4 separate regions of the Mus musculus genome follow, and all the other regions are linked to region 1. A link is a contact called in public HiChIP or PLAC-seq data. All regions are on one chromosome and are shown on one strand. Each heading gives the region's core, a stretch centred on a gene start, on an enhancer-like site or on the middle of the called end of the contact. The rest is flanking DNA. Distances are from core to core; before and after follow the strand shown.

What was found. HiChIP or PLAC-seq counts read pairs in DNA pulled down with a chosen protein or histone mark.
Region 2: an H3K27ac HiChIP or PLAC-seq map of embryonic stem cells shows a contact between it and region 1, with 11 read pairs. The contact joins the enhancer-like site here to the promoter of Nfatc2ip in region 1. A contact is called at or near these places in 5 of 39 promoter capture datasets (the C10 cell line, the HPC-7 cell line, HPC-7-derived erythroid cells and 2 more), 12 of 484 Hi-C or Micro-C datasets (B cells, the C10 cell line, CD8 T cells and 8 more), 14 of 115 datasets of contacts at active chromatin or transcription factors (the 230-238 cell line, CD8 T cells, the NIH/3T3 cell line and 5 more) and 3 of 9 other capture datasets (adipose tissue, liver and pancreatic islet).
Region 3: an H3K27ac HiChIP or PLAC-seq map of embryonic stem cells shows a contact between it and region 1, with 14 read pairs. The contact joins the enhancer-like site here to the promoter of Nfatc2ip in region 1. A contact is called at or near these places in 9 of 39 promoter capture datasets (the C10 cell line, the HPC-7 cell line, HPC-7-derived erythroid cells and 6 more), 4 of 15 datasets of contacts at CTCF or cohesin (CD8 T cells, the NIH/3T3 cell line, embryonic stem cells and 1 more), 79 of 484 Hi-C or Micro-C datasets (B cells, the C10 cell line, CD8 T cells and 45 more), 29 of 115 datasets of contacts at active chromatin or transcription factors (the 230-238 cell line, CD8 T cells, the HPC-7 cell line and 13 more) and 3 of 9 other capture datasets (adipose tissue, liver and pancreatic islet).
Region 4: an H3K4me3 HiChIP or PLAC-seq map of embryonic stem cells shows a contact between it and region 1, with 43 read pairs. The contact joins the promoter of Sbk1 here to the promoter of Nfatc2ip in region 1. A contact is called at or near these places in 16 of 39 promoter capture datasets (the 3T3-L1 cell line, HPC-7-derived erythroid cells, cranial neural crest and 10 more), 1 of 15 datasets of contacts at CTCF or cohesin (CD8 T cells), 39 of 484 Hi-C or Micro-C datasets (the AML12 cell line, the AtT-20 cell line, B cells and 28 more), 23 of 115 datasets of contacts at active chromatin or transcription factors (the 230-238 cell line, the SCID.adh cell line, T-cell acute lymphoblastic leukemia and 13 more) and 4 of 9 other capture datasets (adipose tissue, embryonic stem cells, liver and 1 more).

The regions. Positions count from the first base shown.
Region 1 is chr7:126,392,320-126,398,310 of GRCm38.p6, forward strand. It overlaps Nfatc2ip (nuclear factor of activated T cells, cytoplasmic, calcineurin dependent 2 interacting protein), which reads right to left and starts at 4,418. Exons shown (of 8, transcript NM_010900.3): 1 at 4,037-4,418; 2 at 3,623-3,695. The coding sequence starts at 4,396.
Region 2 is chr7:126,298,772-126,304,448 of GRCm38.p6, forward strand. It overlaps the pseudogene Gm10155. Among named protein-coding and RNA genes, the nearest start is that of Sbk1, 29 kb to the left of the region's middle. Within about 2 kb of position 3,785, at least 5 of the 459 cell types and tissues checked have an H3K27ac peak or open chromatin away from gene starts, as enhancers often do. A contact at or near this core is called in embryonic stem cells, where this site is marked.
Region 3 is chr7:126,320,205-126,325,826 of GRCm38.p6, forward strand. No RefSeq gene overlaps it. Among named protein-coding and RNA genes, the nearest start is that of Gm30928, 29 kb to the right of the region's middle. Within about 2 kb of position 3,742, at least 24 of the 459 cell types and tissues checked have an H3K27ac peak or open chromatin away from gene starts, as enhancers often do. A contact at or near this core is called in the CH12 cell line, the HPC-7 cell line, the P5424 cell line and 7 more, where this site is marked.
Region 4 is chr7:126,269,675-126,275,006 of GRCm38.p6, forward strand. Sbk1 (SH3-binding kinase 1) reads left to right here and starts at 2,822. Exons shown (of 4, transcript NM_145587.3): 1 at 2,822-3,425.

The sequences.
Region 1 (5,991 bases), core at 3,168-5,667:
GGCCATTGTAAATTCCTGTGTATGGGTCTGGTTCCTCCTTAGACCACAACCTTCCTTCTTCCTAGATAATGGTAAATTCCTGCATATGGGTGTAGCTTGCCCTGAGATTTCTAACTCTGTGTAGTAGATAGTAATGCCTGATTTCTTCCACTATCTCTTTTATAATACTAGAGGCAATTCTTTTTTGCTTTTGTTTGTTTGGTGTGGTTTGAGACAGGGTTTCTCTGTATAGCTCTGGCTGTCCTGAACTCACTCTGTAGACCAGGCTGGCCTCGAACTCAGAAATCCGCACCCTCCACCCCACCCCCACCCCCCTGTGCTGGGATCAAAGGCGTGCGCCACCACGCCCAGTTTACTAGAGGCAATTCTGCACTTGATCTTAGCCAAAAGAAGCAATCAGAGGCAATTCTGCATGTCAATGAATAGGCAACTTTCTAACTGAATTCAAAACCCAAGTTCGACTCAAGGACTACCTAGGACTGATGAGGAATCTAACTTAGCTATATATCAAAAAAAAAATCAATCCTTAGAAGCACTTATAATAAAGCAATATTAAGGGAAAGCACACAGATCCGTTTACCACTAAAGCAAGGACATTGGAGCATTCGTTATACAGGATGCCATGGTTCCAGGAGACTAAGTTTCCGTGAACTTTTCACCTCAGGACAGCGCCCAGGTTTTTGGGGCCTGTTGTGTGTGTCACAACTGGAATGGATGTAGCACTCTGCTTTTTTCAACTTGAGTTTGGAGGGTCAAACGCAAGTCCTTAGGCTTGCACAGTAAGCACTTTACGGGGCCATCACCTCAGCCCCTATGTAGTACTTTCCAATAGTAGACAAGTATATGAGGGGTGGTTTTTAATTGTTTACTTATTTACTATGCTTTTTAAAAAAAGACTTATTTATTATTATATGTAAGTACACTGTAGCTGACTTCAAACACACCAGAAGAGGGCATCAGATCTCATTACGGGTGTTTGTGAGCCACCATGTGGTTGTTGGGATTTGAACTCAAGACCTTCAGAAGAACAGTCAGTGCTCTTAACCACTGAGCCATCTCTCCAGGCCCCACTTACTAGTCTTTAAAAAAAAAAAAATCACGTGTCTGTGAGAGATGAATGCAGCATGTGGAGATCAGAGAGCAACTCTGAGGAGTTGGCTCTTTCCTTCCACGTGGATCCTTGGAAATGAGTGAAGTTTCAGGGTTGCCTTTCAGGCTTCCCCTGGCCCTATTTATTATTTTTCATTACAACACTCACTCAAACTTAATTTTTTTTCTGTTTTAAAGATTTATTTATTATATGAGTACACTGTAGCTGTCTTCAGACACACCAGAAGAGGGCATCAGATCCCATTACAGATGGTTGTGAGCCACCATGTGGTTGCTGAGAATTGAACTAAGGACTCCTGGAAGAGTAGTCAGAGCTCTTATCCACTGAGCCATCTCTCCAGCCCCACATTTCTTTATGCTGCTTAGTATGAGCATGCTCTTCATTCAGTTCTCAATGCCACAGAATAAAGACTGAGCAAAGGAAACTATGATAATAAACCCTACACAGTAGTTTCCAGAGACAAGCTTGCCTCCCAGGTATCTAAAGTCACAAGGTCTGAAGGGGATTTTGGCTGTCAGAACAGAGAGGAAGTGCTTTAGAGAGTGCTACTGACAGCTAGTGATTAGAGGTCAGGATCCTAAAATTGCTTCCTACAATGTCCCCTACAACAAAGAATTTTCCAATCTAAGTTATCAGCAATGCTGAGGTTAAGAAACACTGTCCTAGAGGCTGGAGAGATGGCTCAGCGTTTAAGAGCACTGACTGCTCTTCTGAAGGTCCTGAGTTCAAATCCCAGCAACTGCATGGTGGCTCACAACCATCCGTAATAAGATTTGGCACCATTTTCTGGTGTGTTGGAAGACAGCTACAGTGTACTTAAATATAATAATAAGTAAATCTTTGGGCCGGAGCAACCACATGATGGTTCACAACCATCTGTACAACTACAGTGCAGTCATATACATAATATATGTGTGTGTGCGCGCGTGTGTGTGTGTGTGTGTGTGTTTGTTGTTTGTTTGCTTGTTTTGGTTTTTCGAGACAGGGTTTCTCTGTGTAGCCCTGGCTGTCCTAGAACTCACTCTGTAGACCAAGCTGGCCTCAAACTCAGAAATCCACCTGCCTCTGCCTCCCAAGTGCTGGGAATAAAGGCATGCGCTACCACTGCCTGGCTATAAATCTTTTTAAAAAGCAACAACAACAACAACAAAACTACAAAACTTATAAAAAAAAAAGAATGAAAGAAAGAAAGAAAGATAAAGGAAAGAAAGACTGTCCTAACTAAATATGGCAGCTGCTGTAGGGCTGACAGCCTGCTTCTTTTTTTCTTTAAGATTTATTTACTGGGGAGGGAGGCAGGGGCATTGTTCATGCCATAGCATATGTGTTGGCAGCAGAAGACAACTTTCTCTCCTTTTATCCCGTTTCTGAGTCAGTGTCTCCCCTGTTATTTTTGCCACTGGGTGTGTGAGCTTCCAGCAGTGTTCTCCTGTACCCAGTATGAGTGGCATCATTACAGGTGTATGCCACCCCATCTTCTTCTTATATGGTAGTTAGGTATCAGGTTTGTGTGGCAAGTGCTTTTACCCACTGAACCATCGCCCCAACTCCAAGTCTACACTTTTAAAACCCTTCCTAAGATACCCTGCACATGGATATCTTTTCTATCATGTCACACTTCTACATTCCAGGTGCTATCCTAACCACGGATGTGGCAAATAAAATATACACAAAATCCTTTTAGTTCTCACCAAAAATCTTTAAGATAGGTCCACTATTATCCCCATTCTCCTCATGAGGAAAACTTGCTCAAAGTCACACAGTTATGAAGGATTCAAATACAGGCCACAAGACTCCTGAGCCTGTTCTCAATCAGCCTACCACACGCCCTCACCTAACAGAAAGGAGTCTTAGTTCCAGGTCTTTGCAGACTGTTATCACTCCCCTATTAGCCTTGACTCGTAGTCACTGGCCTTATTAAAGGGTTTGCAAAAACTTATCAGTAGAGAATAAAGAATGGGCAGTTCTGATAAAGTCAAAGAAACACTCTTCTGGCTCCAAAGTGTTCCCAAGGAATGGAACACTGTAGGAGTGTAACAAGATGTCACAGAGTCTCAGAACTCCCTTCACCCCTATTATGATAACACAGATCAAAATGTCAAGGGTAGGTACCTCAAACTTCACTCTAACATATCCATATGCCCGTTAGGACCCGAAGAGGGGAAGGGGTGGACATGGCTATTAAGTAGGTTCCTGTGACTTCTGATTAATGAACCAGCATCTTTATGGACCATAACTTTCCCCTATCTCAGACTCAGGAGTCCATTTTCCCAATACCACTTAGAATCAAAATTGTGTGTCAACTGGATAACACTTGAGCATCATTCTCCAGACCCTAGATACCACTGAAGCACAGAGAAAAGGGGTGGGGGTGGGGGCAGGGGGACGGAGGGTGCTGGAGCGAGGGGGGGGCGCGGGGGGGGGGGGGAGATATCACTGACTACAGGGATGTAAACTCTAGGAAGTCTCAGAGAAGCCAGTGCAGGGTACTCCCGACAAACCCACTCTTACCATCTTCAGGCTCTGAAGGGCACAGTTTCAAGAGGGATGAATTATCTGGAATGAGGTTGAGGCTGCTCTGTACCTACGAAGACAAAAGGGGGAAGAGGAGGTGGGTCTCACATCCTGCCAACCCTACTTAAGACAAGAATGGCTCTTCCCTCGATTCCAGCACTTGTCTTCTCTAAGGACTCCAATCCCTGAAGCGCATCTAGAAGGCCAGCTTCCCTCGATCGTCCCTCGATCTCTCTCAGCCTCCCTCTACCCGAAGATACAATCCCAGATAACTCCATACATCTAACATTACCGACCCCCTCGTATCTCCAATCTAAAAGTATTCATCACACACACACACTGCCCCAAGCCAAACCCGCCACGCCAGTCTTAGCACTCCCCCAACAACCCTCCTTGGGGACCTTGCTGCACCTTCCCGGAGTACACTGGGACCACCGGCGCCTCTCCGGGATCCAGCAGCCGCCGCCGCCGCCGTCGCACCAATGTACGCGGGGCTCCCGCAGGCCCCTCGGCCGCCCCTTCACTGTCACTGTCGCTGTCCTGCTCAGGTTTAGCCGGCGCGGGGAGGCGGGCGACCGGCACCTCTACTGGGTCTGCGACTTCCAAGACCTCTTCGTCGCTGTCACTGACCAAGTCCACAAGCACGGTGTCTGGAATGAGCCTAGCCGGAGACTGCCGGGCGCGAGGACACCGGCCACGGGCGCCTCGGGCTCTCCGAGCGCCTCGGCCACCGCGGGACCTCGGACCACGTCCCCTCAGTGGTTCCGCCATCTCCCACACTGCTTCCACAAACACCGGCCTCTACACAGTCACCGGCCCACCGTATTAGCGTCTGTCCCTTTCATTGGACGAACAGCCTGCCGGTCATCATCTCTTCCCGCCCACACGCTCTGGATCCGCCTATCCACGTTCTCATTGGTCTACTTACCTGTCTATCACCTACCCTCCACTAAAACAAAGGCGCCAAAGATTCCAATCTCTTTGGTACAATCAAAAAAGGTTTCGATTCTGTACAGTTCATCCATTGGCTAAATTTCCTCCTGACCCAGCCTTCCCCAGGGCCCGCCCATTAGAGAAATCCATTTTCCTGGTTGGTGAAAGACTGGCGCATCCTGGGAATTGTAGTCCTCATTCTCGGAAGCCACAGAAAAAGCCTTGTGGAACTAAGGTTAGAAGCTGAAGATCTTGGGCTGTGGATTCCTTTTGTGTCCTCAACCTCTGTGTGGCAGGAGTTCCATTCCACACTAAACACCTTCATGCATGTCACCTCTGAAATACTCTACAAACACAATATCAAAACAATATATGTCATAGCACAGCACAACTCAGAAACACTTTTTAAGACAATTACAAATTAAAATAAGAGACTTACTTCCCTGTTGCAAAGAAAAGAGGCTTCCTTCTGGCTCCTCTTTCCTGATCATTGAAATATGAATGCTTCTCGGTTTACAGCGGGGTTACTCTTGATAAAGGCCTTGCTGCCGCTTATCTGCACAATGTACTACAGAGCACCAGGGTTCATGCTCGTGATTGTAGACTGACTGGGAGCTAGCTGCGCTTTCCAGCAACATGCTATGCACACTTAGCTCGTTTGGGAAACAATACAACTTCAAAACTCAGAAAGGTCTGAATTCTGAGAGGTCTTTGATGGTTTAATGTTTGTCTGCTGGTCAATACCCTGCTGGCATTCACTCATGCATGTGGAAATTAACTGAAAAAAATGTAAGTACTGTCAGTACCATGGTTGTGCATATGCTAATCCTTCTAATGTCTTAATAAACCCCTTGCCTTTTCACAACTCAGCAATTCAAGGTAGAGTCTTCTCTTTGAAATGCAGACATCACTGGGCAGTGGTGGCACAAGACTTTAATCAAGCACTTGGGAGGCAGAGGCAGGCAAATCTCTGTGAGTTCAAGGCCAGTTTGGTCTACAGAGTGAGTTCCAGGACAGCCAGCACTGCACAGAAAAAGCCGGTCTCAACCGACCCCCCCCCCTAAAAAAATCAAACTGGGGAAACCAGATCCAAGAACTTATCAGGTAGGCCAGACCAAGAGTATGACTTCCTCATAAGGAGCCCATAAAGTGATGGATGCCTGCCACTGAGATGGTATGCCTCCACAATATCCTGTCGCCTGATACCCGATGACTAAATCATAGACTGATAAGCAGAGGGTTCTCTGACTTTCTCTGGAGCTTAGCTTGCCTCAGTTTCCCACTGTTGCCTGGCCTGCTCAGCTGCCTACCCCTACCCCTGCTCTCCTGACCCAACCTGGACTTAAAGCCACCATTTCCTGCTTTTGAATCCTGGTTCCAGCAGCTCCCTCCTGTCACTGGCCTGATTAGTTATCAATGCAGACTCCATCAGT
Region 2 (5,677 bases), core at 2,535-5,034, 94 kb before region 1:
ACACACTTCAAGTTGGAAGCCCTGGAGAGAGCTCCTCTTGGGCACATGATTCTGTGGACACCCTCCCTCCCTCCCTCCCTCCTACCCTTCCTCCCTTCCTCTCTCCTTCCTTGTTTCTCCTCCTCTTCTCCACGATGAGATTTTACTTCCTGTCCTTAGCAGGTCAGGGACTCTCTGTGTGGAAGAGACTGGCTCCAAACATCCAGGAGGTCCTTGCGCTTTGGCCTTCATGTGCTCTGTGATTCAGGAGTGAACCAACAAGCCTGGCTTGGCGCTGTGTCAATTAGGTTGTCCAAAGCATGCAATTTACAACACACTTTTAGATTAAGCAAGATTTAAAATTAAGTGGGACTGTAGAGGGCACTTGCTGCTCTTCCAAAGGACCCACATGGTGACTCACAACCACCTATAACTCCGATTTCAGGGACTCCAACTTTCTCTACTGGCCTCCAAGAGCAGCAAGCAAGCATATGGTGCATGTACATACATGCATGCATACATACATACATACATACATGCATGCATGCATGCATGCTTTTGTATAGCAAGCAAACAAAAAAATCCAGACATACTAAAAAATAAATATTTTTTGAAATTTAAAATTAAGTGTAAGAATTTTTTTTTCACAGTCCTGGTGCTGGTATTTTATTTCTTTGTGTCCATTAGGCCATGAATTCGTATGGAATGGGCTCCAACAGCTCAGGCTCTTTTCCGTTAGTCCTCACAAAGTGTGCTTCTCTGGGTGGCGCAGGCTGGTGCTTCAGCTGCACCCAGGTGCCCTTCTCTTTGGCTTCCTTTTTCTTCTGGTTGTTCTCCTTCACCCGCTTCAGGAAGCTGTCTCTGCTCTTTGAGTGCTTGATGTGCTCAATCCGCACATTGATCCTCTTGGCCAGAATTTTGCCCTTAACCTGCTTGTTGACAATGATGCCCACGGCATGCTGGGTGACACTGTAGACTCTTCCGGTTTTGCCGTGGTAGCACTTATGGGGCATTCCTTTTTGAACAGTGCCCATTCCCTTGATGTCTACAATATCACCCTTCTTGTAGATTCGCATGTATGTGGCCAAAGGAACAACGCCATGTTTCCTAAAAGGCCTAGAGAACATGTACCGGGTGCCTCTCCTCTTTCCCTTTGTGTTCGTCATTTTGGCGAGTTACTGGAAGATGGCTGCCAGAATATTTTTTTCTTAAAGAATTTCCCTTTGCAAATGAAATCATAAGGTAGTTTATAAGGTCGTTTGCTGAGCTGTAGGGTAAGAGGGCTGTTGGCTTAACTCAAAGGCCATGAGTACTCTGGTTCTGGGTAGGCATTGTATGCTTATCCTTTCCGCCTCTTGCTCGCGATATCTATAGGAATGGAGACTCTGTACGCTTAATCAGTTAATCAATTAATACAATTAATCAGTCGTATGGGAGCTTCTGATTCCCACCCACATCTGGGGTGTGGGGCTTCTTCCCTGTCCATGTCTTTACTATCTTTCAGTCAGCCGCTAGGTCGTCCCAGTGAAAAGAATCCGCAGTCTTACCAGCGTGGCCAGCCTCTGGTCCTCCCACACCTCAGATCCAGTAGGCTTTGGTGACACAGCCAGTCTTCTGGTGGGACAGGCCAGCAGTGTGAAAGAGGTTTATTTCTCAGAGAGCCAGAGTTGTATATCATTTTGAGACAGAACCAATTGGTCAAGACAGATATTCCCAGACAACTGAGAACAAAGAAGAATGCCGTGAGCCAGGGAGCCAGGAGTCAGTCACTGGAGGTAGCCATGGTGGTGGGATGCCAATGAGAGCTCATGTAGAAGGCTTAGGTCAGGTCAGGTTAGGACAGTGGCTAGTGAGTCTGCCGCCTCAGGATAATCATTGGAGACTTGATACTTCCAAGCCCAGCATCAGCCAGTGGGCTAGACTCTGAGCTGGTTGTCTGCTGTGAGGTTCACTGCCTCAGTGGCAAGGACAACTAAAGCTCTGCAAGCTTCTTGGCATGTGCCACCTTGGCCTTCTAGTAGGGCATGTGATGCTGAGCAGGTCCTGAAAGTATGGAGACAGCTCTAAATGTCCAGATCTCTGTGTGCCCATCTTATTTCCTCTCTTGGGGAGCCTAACTCAGGAGGGTGGGAGACTCTGCCCAGCCCTGGATACTAAGCTAAGTGTGGGCACAGAGGCTCTTGATATACAAAGGGAAGCTAACTATCCTAATTTGCTTTCCTGCTGCTGTGATAAGCTATGATCAGAAGCAGGTCAGGGTGCAGGGAGGGGTTTGCTTCAACTTACACCAGGTAACAGTCTTTCCTTGAGAGAACTCAAGGCCGGAAATGGCAGCAGAAACCTAGGAGGAAGACTGCTGACGGGCTCCATCTCTGGCTAGCTCTTGCTTGCTCTCTGCCAGCTTTCTCGTACAGCATAGACCCACCTGTCAGGTGTGGTGCCACCCCCGTAGGTGTAACCATCAGTCAAGATGAGGCTCACAGCCATGGCCACAGGCTGATCTGATAAAAGCAGTTCTTCAGCCCGTTCCCTCTTCCCAGGTAGCACTAGGTTGCTGAAAAAGCATGTACCACTCTTCCTTTCTCCTCTCCCTCTTTATAGCATCCTTCTCCACTCTTTTACCTTTCTTCTATTTCACCTTTTGCTCTCCCCCATCCGCAGCTCCCACAGCCTTGCTGAGGGAATGGACACACTGCTCTTTCTCTTTCTCTGTTCCAGCCCACCTTTACTTCATTTGTTTATACACTGACCCTAAAGGACTGTGCATGTGTTCCTTACGCATGCTTGTGTGTGCATACGGTGGCAAGAGCAGCCACTCAGTGCCTCAGACCCCCGTGGTCCCTTGTCTGCATAGAACAGGTCTCTAGTTGCAGGTGGACAAGGAGTCAGCGAAATGAATGACAGACAGACACGGACGCAGCACAGGATTGTGTAGAATCTGAATGTAATTTGTCAGGTCGAGCATCGAACTTTTTATACAGAAGAATAACAAGAAACCAGACCATATACATCCGCTGAGTTACAGTGACACAAAACATAAGGAATATATACATCAAAAGAAGGTGGGGACCAGGCCACTGCCACTAAGAAGGGAGCCAGGTGTAATGCTAGTCTATTGTTAAGCCCACCACCAGGGGTTCTTAGTAAATACCAGATTTATGCTGTTTCTTTGGGCCTAGTGAAGAAACCTGTCTCAGGGGGATTCCCTAACTCTTTCATGGTAAACCCACCTATTTGCTAGGCCATTGTGTATTCCCTTGTCTGGCTAAGACTGACTATTGTCTCAAGTAAACACTCTGCAGATCAGCCCTGAGCTATTCCGGCTCCGTTGTTTGTAATGCCTAATTAGTTTCACCTTCTCTACTAGAAGTAAATTTGAATGTTACTGAATAGATAACCTTCTTACTGAATTCCTACTGAATTCCAAGTTTGTCGGCTTCAAGGATTTTCTGGGACGTTGGAACACTGGCGAAGGCTTAGCTATGTCAGAATCCAATCTTAAAGGGCACTTATAATAAAATAATACTAAAAGAGAGCACATGGATCCATACACCAGACTAACGCGGGGATAGGGTATGAGTATACAGGTTATGAGAATGCCAAGGTTCCAGGAGGTGAGTTTCTCTGAAACTCTTTGCCTTGTGAGTGCTTCCAGGCTTCTCAGCCTGTCAAGCAGACTACACTGGAGTGTGCGTAGCACCTCAGAGGACTTCCTTTCTCACGAGCACCTTATGGCCTTGAGGCAGGGTCTCTCACTGTACCAGGTCATCAGGTTTGGATAGACTGGCTGGGCAGCGAGCTCTTGGGATCTGCCTGCCGCTTATCCTAGTGCTAGGATTGCAGACACTAGCCATGCCTCTATGTGGGTGCTGAGGGTCTGCAGAGCAGCCACTCTTACTCACCCACCTAGCTTCCCAGCCCCCATCTTCAAAATTAGAATTTCTTTGACAATTTTATACATGGGAACAATGCATTCTGGTCATACACCTGCTCCACTATCTCTTTTTATTGTCATTTTGTGTAGATTTTGCTTTATGACCATGGGCATGGGTGTGGAGCTGCCCCTTGGAATAGTAACTCATCAGAGGGTACACTACTGAAGATACTGACTTCCTGACCCCATTAGCTTACCTGGGTGGGACAAAGTCCGACGAGCCTCTCTCTGTCTGTGACTGTCCTTGTCTGCAGGCTGTGCTTGTGCAGGTCCTACGCAGACAGCCACAGATGTTCATGAGTGTCACAATCCATATCATAAGATAGCATTTCATGGCCTTCCTCCCTCCGGTCTGGATCTTATATTCATTTTGCACCCTCTTCTGTGATGTCCCCTGATCCCTGGAGCTGGTGATGTGGGTGTGTCATTTAAGGTGGAACAGCGATGTGGGTGTGCTATTTAAGGTGGAACACTCAACAGTCACTTGCTCTCAGCACTTTAACCAGCCACAGATTTCTGAATTAACCACTGATTGCAACAAAGAGAAGCTTCTTTGGTCATGGCTGATGGTAGCACTAGTCCGTGGTGTATGTATAAATATTTAGGAAGCAGCTTGGCAGCATACCCACTTAGCAAAACTAAGCAGACTCAGCCCCAGTGCCATGACCTCTCTTCTTAGCCCCTAACCATGTGTTCAGTACTAGGAACGAAGTCCCTCCTGTGGACCAGGACTCAGATCAAATAAAAAATACTGTGATTAATATTAATAAATAAGGTCACCCCCTTAACCATCATGTCACCATGGCACCAGTGAGCTTGACAAGTTGGCACTGTAGCATGTAAAGTTCCAAGTTAGAAAAAAAAAAGATTTCTGGGTTTTCTCCCCCAGCTGCCTTGATAGCACTTTCCAGTCCTGTGAAGGGTAGCCAACCATCAGTGAGGGGAGGCTTCTGTCCAGTTCCAGCATATTCTCCAACCAGCATGTGTGGTGTCTTCTGCAGTTTGCATTTTCTTATCAGACAGTTCTGGAGATCAATCAAGAGTAATGGCCATTGGTGGCTCGGTAGGAGCTCTGGAGCCTTTATGGCCAGCAACTCCCATATCTGCTACAAGGGTTGTTGTTTAGTAACCCATGGTCTCTGGGGTTGGTAATATCCTCCCATGTGTAGTGCTTCTGTTCAAAGTCGTTTTAAAAAGCTGTGTTTTAAGATTATCGTATAAGGTAGTGGGTTTCCATGTGCCTTTTTTTTTTTTTTTTTTTAATGGGTTTTCAAGACAGGGTTTCTCTGTGTAGCCCTGGCTGTCCTGGAACTCACTCTGTAGACCAGGCTGGCCTCGAACTCAGAAATCTGCCTGGATTAAAGGTGCGTGCTACCACTGCCCGGCCCATGTGCCTTCTTTACAGTCTTGGCTTCTGTTTAACCCTTCCTGACTCTGTGTTCATCCACCTCAAGCTTCAGCACTCGGTAGCATCCTCTGTTTCCATAACACATGTGTTCAATAATGCTCCCCGGTAAGGCCGCCTCTGCCCGTGCCAGGGCCCCTTTCTCCCTTTCCGGTCTTCACAAGCATCCTAAGTTAAACCAGCAAATCTAAATGGAAGCTGGGATGATGCACATGAGAGGGAACGCGTGGCTCTCGACATCTGAGGCCTGTATTACTGTGTTCTCTGTTGCTGGGATAAAAACCATGACCAGCGGCAACTTGCAGGGAAACAGGCTTATTTGGCTGACGGGTCACACTTCATCATCGAGGGAAGCAAGG
Region 3 (5,622 bases), core at 2,492-4,991, 73 kb before region 1:
ACATCAAATTATGTGAAGAAATGTATTCTAAAAAGATAAACCAGCAAACCGAATTGCCAAGTGAATGGAAGAGAGAATCAGTAGCTTTGGGTGTGACTTGGTGGCACAGCATTTGTATAGCACGTGGAAGCCTGCATTTGGTCCCTAGCATTCCACTCAAACTAGTACAAAAGGAAAAGGAGAACTTTTACTTATTGAAACACAGTTTCTCTGTGTAGCCCTGGCTGTCCTGGAACTCCCTTTGTAGACCAGGCTGGCCTCGAACTCAGAGATCCACCTGCGTTTGCTTTTGAGTGCTGGGACTAAAGGTGTGTGCCACCATGTATGGCTGCATCTTTAATCTATACAACCCTGAATGAGTAGCCATGTTCTATTCTTAAATGTCTTCCAGCTTATTTCACTTTTCAGCTGTGAGTTTATACGATGACATCACTGCCGCTCAATGTATGACAGGAGAATACTCAAGAATATTATAATAATTTGTAGAGATTCTGGGTAGAGTGTGTGTGTGTGTGAGAGAGAGAGAGAGAGAGGGAGAGGGAGGGGGAGGGAGAGAGGGAGGGGGAGGGGAGGGGGAGGGGAGGGGTAGGGAGGGGAGGGGGAGAGATATGTTTATTGGGGAATTGGGGACTAGGGCATCAGTCCTTCTTGGCCCAGATGTTCCCATCATGACCCCCAGATGCTAAGCATAAACTGCGGGGTTTTAGTGTTCCCTCACTGGGTTTCAGTCTTGCTTTGGTCTGGCCATTCCATGATATGACACCATTTTTCCCTTTTGGAATGGCGTGGTGGTTTGAATAAGATTGCCCTCATAAGCTTATATATTTGAATATGTGGTCCTCATTGGTGGAACTTTTTGGGCTAGATTAGGAGGTGGCCTTGTTGAAGGAGGTGTGTCACTGGGGTTGGCTTTGAGGTCTCAAAAGCCCACACTATTCCCAGTGTCCTCTCTCTGCCTCCAGATTTCGGATCAAGGTGTGAGATCTGTGCTGTTCTGCTGCTAAGCCTTTGCTCCCTCATCATGGACTCTAGTCCTCTAAAACCATAAGCCCAGTAAAATTCTTTAATAAATTGCCTTGGTCTCGGTGTTTTGTCACAGCAACAGAACAGCAACAGAACGGTAATTGGGACAAATAGGAGTGTTTGTGTGTAGACATTATAGGAATTGTTTTAAAATCATGGGGATTTTTGATGTTCAACTCGATGCCTTTTTCTTGTATCATGAAGTGGACATGAGCCTGTGGAGACAAAGGAAGGAAAACTATGACTTTAAGTGATCTGCTTGTGCATCAAGTTGACAAGAGGTGGAGTTGCTCTGATTAATGCCAACCTGGAGGATCAGATTCTTCTGGGCCTGCGAAGGATTAATCTAATCATACTAGGTTAATTGTAAGACTCTTTTTTTTTTTTTTTTTTTTTTTTGGTTTTTCGAGACAGGGTTTCTCTGTATAGCTCTGACTGTCCTGGACCTCACTTTGTAGACCAGGCTGGCCTCGAACTCAGAAATCCACCTGCCTCTGCCTCCTGAGTGCTGGGATTAAAGGCGTGCGCCACCACGCCCGGCAATTGTAAGACTCTTAACTGGGCTGGCGAGATGGCTCAGCAGGTAAGAACACTGACTGCTCTTCCGAAGGTCCTGAGTTCAAGTCTCAGCAACCACATGGTGCCTCACAACCACCTGTAATGAGATCCTCTGGCACATCTGAAGACAGCTACAGTGTTCTTATGTATAATAATAAATAAATCTTTGGGCCTGAGTGAGTGACTGGAGTGAGTGGGGGCGAGCGAGCAGGGACTGAGTGAGCAGAGTTGACCAGAGTGAGCAGAGGTCCTAAAAAAAATTCAATTCCCAACAACCACATGAAGGCTCACAACCATCTGTTCAGCTATTGTACCCATATACATTAAAAAAAAATTCTTTTTTTTGTTTTTGTTTTGTTTTTTTTTTGTTTTTTTGAGATAGGGTTTCTCTGTGTTGCCCTGGCTGTCCTGGAACTCACTCTGTAGACCAGGCTGACCTCGAACTCAGAAATCCACCTGCCTCTGCCCTCCAAGTGTAAATAAATCAAAAAAAAAGAAAGAAAGAAAGAAAGAAAGAAAGAAAGAAAGAAAGAAAGAAAGAAGGAAGGAAGGAAGGAAGGAAGAAAGAAAGAAAGAAAGAAAGAAAGAAAGAAAGAAAGAAGGAAGGAAGGAAGGAAGGAAGGAAGGAAGAAAGAAAGAAAGAAAGAAAGAAAGAAAGAAAGAAAGAAAGAAAGAAAGAAAGAAACCCTTAACTGTCAGTGGCAATGTCCCTTAACTGTCAGTGGCAATGTCCCATGGGCTGGCGTCTGAGACTTAGTCAGAGGGAGACAGCTCCCTGGACACTAATGTTCATTTCCCTCTTCTTGGCTATCAGTGCAATGTTCATGACCAGCCGACCTCCTGTTCCTGCCACCATGCCCCTCTGTGCTTATGGAATCCCCCCCCCCCATCAACCAGAATAAACCCTTCCTCCTTTTTTCTTTTTCTTTCTTTTTTTTGGGGGGGGTGGGGGGGGGTTGAGACAGGGTTTCTCTGTAGCCCTGGCTGTCCTGGAACTCACTTTGTAGACCAGTCTGGCCTCAAACTCAGAAATCCACCTGCCTCTGCCTCCCCAGTGCTGGGATTAAAGGTGTGCGCCACCACGCCCAGCTAAACCCTTCCTCCTTAAAATGCTTCTTTCTGGTCAAGGACTTGCTCGTGGCAATGAGCAGAGGAACAAATATCCTCCACATTTTACATCAGTCTCAGCGTTCCTGTCTTCCTGATGTCCCCAGAATGATGCATTAAACTCTGCAAACAGCTTTTAAGATGTCTTTAGCCCACAGTGACAAACTCCTCCACATTCCTTCTACAAATCAGTCCCAAAGGATGTAAACCACGGGGTCAGGCCTATAACAGCTGCCTGCCCTCGCTTAGCAGCAGCTTCTCCATTAGTTTATTATCTTATCATTGTGATCAATACTAGATCAGAAGCAATTTAAGGGAGGAAGGGTTACTTTTGCCTTACAGTTTAAGAAAGCGAACAGTCTGTGTTGGCAGGGAAGGCAGAATGGCCGGGATACCAAGTGGCTTTTTGAGTCTATTGATCATATCGTTATATTAGTGATTTTAATCCAGTGACAATCAGGCCTCCACATAGTCCTATAGTTAGAGTGGGTCCTGTCATCTGCAGATTCCTTTTTTGCTTAAAAGCTGCTCTGATAGTAGGGCGTGGTGGCGCACGCCTTTAATCCCAGTACTCGGGAGGCAGAGGCAGGCAGATTTCTGAGTTTGAGGCCAGCCTGGTCTACAAAGCCCAGGACAGCCAGGGCTATACAGAGAAACCCTGTCTCGAAAAAACAAAAACAAAAACAAAAACAAAAACAAAAACAAAAAAAAGCTGCTCTGATGTTCTAGCCATGGGCTCCATCATGTTGCATTTTTCTCCCAGGTGAACTCTGCAAAATAGCTCAAGACATCATTCTCCTGCAATGACCAGACACCACAACACTTCTTCATACGAGATATCACGTCTGACTAACTCTGACAACCCATAAATGGCTACTCAGGAGCATTCTCAGGATCTTCCTGGACAATGTTAAGGTGTCTTGGTTTAAAATTGAGTCGGGTCTAAAGTTGGACAGTGTAAAATACATTGTGGGAAATGGCACGGGTTCTTTCTGTAGCGTTTTAAGTAGTACCTATGTCAATGCTCGCTTTGTCCAGCAGGTGGCAGCGTCTACCCTTTCTGGACCGGGTCTTCTCTCTGAAAGCGAGTTTTAGAAGCAGAGTTCCTGAGATGTACATGTACATGTATTTTTTGAAGAAATTTTCAAAGATGATGCAGCCCAGGGCGGTGTAATCAGACGTTATAAAGCTACAGGACATTTCAACATGAGACATCACAGAAACCGGATGAAACCATCCTCTTTATCATGCTGCTGAGAGTCTCCTTTTAAAGGACAGACAGATGTCCCCAAGGCTAACTGGAAAGCCCCAACAGGATGAACTTAAGCTAACCACTAGCCCAGCACCGGAGACCAATAAACAAATGTGGAAAAACACAGGTTGCTCCCACTGTGATAAAAGAATTCTGGGCTTATAAGAAATCAAGTGTTCTCTTCTGGACTCCATGAAGCAAATGTGACACTGAGCTACTTGGGCCAGAAAGATTCAGCAGAGAAAGGTGCTTGCCTCCAAATTAAACAGCTCAGGTTCTATCCCCGGGGACCCACGCTGTGGAAGGACAGAAGCAACTCCTGCAAGTTGTCCACTGACTTCCCTGTGTGAGCCTAAGCACTATATGCCCACCTCCCAAATCAATAGACAGCAAGGGAACAAGCAACATTAAAGATTACCTCTATGGAAAATAGTAACACCAGGCTATGACCAATAGTACTGCTACGGCTGCTACACTGTAGCCCTGGTTGTCCTAAATCCACACCTGGAAGCCATTTTAACTTACCTAATGGCGCATTTGAGGTGGAGAGGGGCTTATGCAGCCATCTTCTTCACAGAGACACATACAGAAAACTATGTCTTCTCCAGGTTACCTGCAGTATTTCCCTGTGGACCAGCTACCCCTCAGCAGTGGCTAAGATTCTGTAGAAAACCCAGTGAACTTACTAGGATTCTATCCAGAGCCTGGGGAGAGATTACATACAAGAGTGTGGTCCATCGCAGAGCAGCTGCATCACTGGAAAGTCTTCCCAGCATAAGTGACAACTTCCCCACAGCTGCCCCCTCAATCTTGTGTCCTGTGTTTACTCAGGCTCCTCCAGAGAGCAGTGGCGTTTCCTGCAGTTAGGGCAGAGTCACGTGGCAGATGGCCATTTCCACAAGCCAGTAAAATACCTAAGGGTATTCTAAACACTTTTACCCACAGATAATGCAGCTCATCCCTCACCATAGCAGCTTTTTTCCTAAACAGATGGCAACTGTGACAGAGGTCCAGAGCTGGTCTATGTATGTGCAGAGGTTGTATATACAGGGAGAGCAGGGTCTCATCATGTAGACCTGACTAGCCTCAAACCCATAGAGGTCCACCTACCTCTGTTTCATGGGTACAGGGATTAAAGGCATGGCCGCCACACCTGGTCATAGAATACACTTTTAATTTAATTTTGCATTTCATACTATGCTGAAGACTGAACAGTGGCTTTGAGCATATGGAAAGTAGCTTCCCTGATGGTAAGTCCCCAGGTCCCTGTAAAGACTTTACAGTTGGTTTCATTTTGTTATGCTACAAAATGACTTAAACCGACTTTTCTAGGCTGCATGTCCTGACTAGTCTATGTTGCTATGGTTATTTTATGCCGCTGACGCTCTGGGTCCCTTTGTCTGCGTGGAACGAGTCTCTGGGGCAGGTGGGCAAGGTGTTGGCAGGTGACAGACAGACCAACACACAAGATTGTGTAGAATATGAATGTATTTTGTCAGGTCGAGCATCAAACTTTTTATACCGAAGAAATAACAAGAAACCAGGCAAAATACAATCCACCAAGTTACAGTGACCCAATACATAAGGAATGTATACATCAAAAGAAGGCGGGGACCAGGCTGCTGCCGAAAAGAAGGGAGCCAGGTGTAAACTGGTCTATTGTTAAACCCACCACCAGGGGT
Region 4 (5,332 bases), core at 1,572-4,071, 120 kb before region 1:
CTCTAGAAGGTCAAAGGAGGGCACCAGATCTCCTGGAACCGAAGTTACAGACCGTTGTGAACTGGGACCTCTGGAAGAGCAGCCAGTCCTTTTAACCACTGAGCCATCTCTCCAGTGCAAGGACCAAGCTCTTGATATATGCCCTTGGGAGACATTTAAGAGCCGGCTATAGCAACAACCATGGCCAAGAACATGTCAAGGCCTGTTTCCCTGAATGAGGATGTACTCTCAGCTCCAGTGTCTGGGGACTCCGTTATAAGACACAAGAAGATACCCTTTCTCTTCCAGTCTCCTGCTCTTACACCCAGTCACTCACACAGACACCCCCAGCCCTGCCAAGTTGCTTGTTTGAAGCACCAATACCTCATTTTGGAAGGGGCGGGGGAAAGGCAGGGAGGCTGGGATGAAGTGGAAGAGAGCAGGCAGCTACAGAATTGTTTTAGAGGATAACTTGTGTGGAAATTAGCAGACAAGGTTGGTGTTATGGACGGAAGGAACCAAATGTACAAAGATGTGGAAAAGCAAGAAGTTGATGTTCCAGAAGAGCTTGCTGATGCCAAGGCTGAGTGGAGAAGAGAGATTCCCTGGACTGGTGTGGCAAGCAGGCACTAGATGCTGACAGCCTGCAGCACAGGGCATCTTTGGATTTCTGTTGCTGTGAACAGACACCGTGACCACAGACACTCTTATAAGAAAACATTTAGTTGGGACTGGCTTACAGTTCAGAGGTTTAACCCAATATCATGGCGGGAAGCATGGAAGCAGACAGGCAGACAGAGCGCTGAAGAGGTAGCTGAGAGTTCTATACCCATTTCCTCAAGCAGCAAGAAGAGAGAGTGACCCTGGGCTTAGCTTGAGCATTTGAAACTTCAAAGCCTACCCCCAATGACACACTTTCCTCCAACAAGGTAACAGCTCCTAACAGTGCCACTCTCTAAGAACTTATGGAGGCCATTTTCCTTCACACCACAATACAGCGTAAGCTTTACCCTGGAGGGGACAGGGGATGCTTGGCAAGCTCATTAGGAATGCAACCTAAGAGACATTGTTCTCAACAGAGCTGGTGCCCACAAAGGACCTGGTTTCCAGAAAACTAACTTTCAGTAAAAGTGGGAGGAAGGTGGGCTAGGATTACAAGTAGCAGTAGCAGTAGTGTGGGCTGCCAAGCAGAAGTCTGCGCATCAGCTTTGGGTGTTTGTTTCTTCGTTTCTTCGTCCAGTTCTGGGGACTGAGTCCAGGGTCTTCCCTATGCCAAGACTGAGCCACATTTCTAGTTCCTGTCTGTAGTTTATTCAACTTAGGTGTGTGTGTGTGTGTGTAGAGGGCAGAAGTTGACATTATCAGGTGTATTCTTCAATCCCTCCCCAGCTCATTTAACTTTTTGTGGGTGCGTGGTATGCATGCATATGTGTGTGTTTGCATGTATGTGGGGTGCACATGCATGTGTGTGCATGTGCAGACGGAGGTTGATTCTCTTGTTCTCTATTTTACAAATTGAGGCATGGTTTCTCACTTGAACCTAGAGCTGACTCATTCGGCTAGTCTTGCTAGTCAGCTTGCTCTGGGGATCCTGTCTGCCTCCTAAATGCTGGGATTCTAGGCTGCTACACCTGCCCAGCCATAGCTGAGTCCTGGGGGCCTGAACCCTGGTCTTTAGCAGCATCTCGCTTGGTTCCCCTTCTCCCCTCCCGTACTTATTTATTTATTCAGAGACTGGGTCTTTCACTGGAACTCACGGATCAGATCAGGCTGGTCCCTGGGATCCACCTGTTTCTGCCTTCCCAGGGCTGGAACTACAGGTGTCATGGCACTGGAGGAACTCAAGTCCCTCATGCTTGCCTGGCAAGCACTTTACTTAATAAGCCGTCTTCCCAGCTCCACCTAAGGCTACCTGAGTTTGCAATAACCAGCTCTAAAAGTTCTACCAGCAGCTGGAGTGGTTGGAAGAGGATGCTAATTTGAGAAAACAATCTGATCAGAGATTAAAAGGAGGAGAGATTTTGGGTGCGTCGGGGGCTTTTTCTATGAATAAAATAGTATGCTGCATGGGAGACTGGGCCTCTGGAAGGATGCGTTCGTTGTTCCCACTCTGTCGCCATCTCTGCTCGATCGCCCCACCTGCATCCAGGCTACAATTTCCGGTTAATGAACAAAGCTCTTCACACCCGGGTGGCTTTGCACAGCTGCTGCTTCAGCCAGGAACCCCCCACCCCCTTCTTCCGTTCTGCTATACACCTTTAATCCCAGCTTTTCCTTAAACTTACTTCGCGGTCTCCCTACAGCAGAGCTCGAAAGTTCTGCCTGAACCCTGCACGGCCCCACAGACCCCAGGTCTCTGAGTAGCCTAGTAGTCTTATGAGGTCCCCTGGAAATCGAATGGATAGGTGGAAGGATGAATGGGCAGACAGGCGGGTGAACAGATGGACCGGTAGTTGAATGAGCGAGTGCATTCTGAATAGGAGAGCTCGGATTTATTTTTCTTCTTTGAAACAGATCCAGGCTCCGCCCCACAAGCACAGGCTGGAATAGTCTGGGACAGTCTAGCCCCTCGGGGACCAAGCAGCTGGACCAGGTGACCCTCTGTGACTCCCCCGAGCCCTCTCTAACCTCGTTCTGGCCCCCTCCTGGGCTCTGACCTAGAAAAAGAAGCTTATGCCAATGACCGGCGGGCCTTAGGACCCCGCGTGGCCGGAAAGCGGGCGGGGCATCGTGCGGCTCCCGCGGCGGTGGGGAGGTCCAGGCCCGTGGCGCCTGGCGGGAGGGCGCGGCGGGAGTGCGCGTGCGCGGAGCGCGCACCCGGCGCGGCGGACAAAGGCGCGTGCGGCGGCGCGCGAGGCGGAGGGCGGAGCGGCGGGCGGGCAGGTACGCGCCGGCGGGAGGCGGAGCCGCGAGGCCGCGATGGAGCGCAGCCCGGGCGGGCACCGGCGCTGGAGCCCGAGTGCCGGGCGGAGCGGGAGCCTCAGCCGGAGCCGCAGCCTCAGCCCGCGCCAGGCCGGGGCAGGAGCCCGCAGGGCCGGGCTGCTCGCAGCGGCGGCGCCCGAACCCCCCAGCGGCTGAGCGGTGACCTCCATCCTCGCACGCGGCTGCTGGGACGCAGCGACCGATCCAACCCGGGCCCCCCAAGATCTGCTTGCTACAACCGCACACCTCAAGACACAGAGAGACCCAGGCTTGGGGCGCTAGCCTCCCTAATCCGCTACTCCGGCACACAGGGACCCCAAACCTAGGACAGCAAGATCCTCTTGCTAACGAGAAGCCGCGGGCACCCCAAAGCCTCGGGACCCGGGCGACCAAGCCCCTTGCGACGCCTTCAGCGTCCCGGCTCATGGTGGTAGTGGTGCCCTGAGCCCCTCTCGGGCCGGGCAGACGAAGATCGACACGGCGCCCAGGCCCCCTGCCGCGGCGTCCCCGCGGCCCCAGCCCAGGTAAGTGGGACCCAGGTGAGGGGCGGCAGGTGAGTGGTACCGAGGTCCCTAGAGTCCTGCAGGTGGGGAAGGAAGTCCAGAGTGCGCGCTCCCCCTCCTCAGCGTCGCCATGGAGCCGAGGCTGAAGGACGTCTCTTTGTGTCTCGCTTGGAGGAGCCGCCCCCTCCTCCTCTCCCTTCCCCCACCTTCCACCCCAACCCTGAGATTTGGGCACAGCTTCGGACCCCGGGAGAGAGGAGTTGCGACGCCCTGGAGAGGGGTTAGAAGGTGGAGAGTCTCCCCGGAATAGCCTGGAGCCTTAGACCTTAGGTCCTTTGAAGAATAAAGACACGTAACTATCATCTCCCAAAGACCAAGCTGAGTTCTTAAGTGACACCCACCCTCCCCACAGGAAAGAGAAAATTTGGGGCGCCCAAAGGTGAGAGGTGCCTGCATTCTGCAGCTCTGGGTGACAGCTGGGGCTTTGGGTGTGTGCCTTTGTCTGAGAGGGCAGGGAAGGGGCGTGTTTGAGAGGATGAGTCTCTTATTTTCTGACTCTGAGACCCCAGCTCAGGTCTCAGTGGGGCTCTTTATCCAGTCCCTCTTTGTGCTCCCTGCAGAACAGGGAGAGGACAAGCCCTCTCAGTGAACAGCTAGTTTGGGGGAGGGAGGTACCCTGAATGAAGAAACCATTTCGGGTCAGAGCACCTTTCTGCCCCTCTAAGTCCCAAGGACAGCAAACCTGAGTGTTTTCCCTTTTTCTGACCCGGGGAACACCTAGGGCCAAGTCCGGGACTGGGACACTGTGTCCTCTACGATGCAGGAGTGAGTCTGGATTCTTGCTTAAGCTTTCCAAAGCATCTACAATCAAGAGGGCCTCAACAAATGTCCTAAACCCCAGGACCCAGGGAATGCCGGAAGATCTTGGGTGCGTTGTACCCCGAGAAAGGGCAGGAAGGTTTTTTTCAGCCTTCCACAGACAGGTGTAAAGTCAGGTAGGAGGTGAGCAGACAGGCTGGGGAAGGCAGGATTCAGAACACAGAGCCCTATAGAAGTTTCTTTGTTCGTTTATTTATCCATTCATTGCAACATCTACCGTGTCTGAAGCTCCAGCCCTGGAGTTTGGGGCTTCCCCTCATCTTTTCCTGATGATCAGGCTTCAGATCCTTGGGCTGTTTTGTTTGTCCAGACCATGTCAGGACCAGCTGCCCAACCCTTGACCCCTTGTCCCTGTGACACCTGATTCCCCAGATCAGACCTGAGCAGCTGATACCTTCCCATCACTACTGCCTGGACTCCTCTCTGATGCTGGCTTTGCCCCATGAGTACAGATGTAGCCTGGGTCAGCACTCTTGCAGATCCCCCCTGCAGACTCAAGGACAGTCAAGGCAGCCACCCCCCCTCCCCCCAGGAGAGGATGTGCGAAAGCCAGTTGCCCTGAAGATGAGGTGACCTTGATCAAGCCTGTGGCACTTCCCAGAGAGAATGAGAGTGAACTACATATCTGCAGCCAGCTTGGTGGGTACAGATTGAAGCCAGACTGTCAGGAGCATTTAAGGTGTGTCCTAGCCACCTTGGAAGTTTATTTTGTGCAGTGGGTTGGAGCCCGGGGCTTAGTCACATACTCCACAGGCAAGAAAGTAGAAGCAGAGGCTGGAGAGAAGTTCAAATGACTGTGAGCAGAAAGAGCCATTATGAGGCCAGAAGGGGACTGGCAGGAAGACTTTCACTCTTTGTTAACCTGCCGCGGCTCCCCATTGAGTAGCCCTAATGAAGTAGCTTGGCAGCCCAGCTCTCTGCAGCCTGCCCTAATTTACATCTTGAGCACCCGCACATTACCTGGCTCATCTCCATGACTCTTAACTCTTTATCATATAAAATCCCCCTGACCCAGAGCCCCACTCTAGGATGGCTTGGCAGCTGTTTCT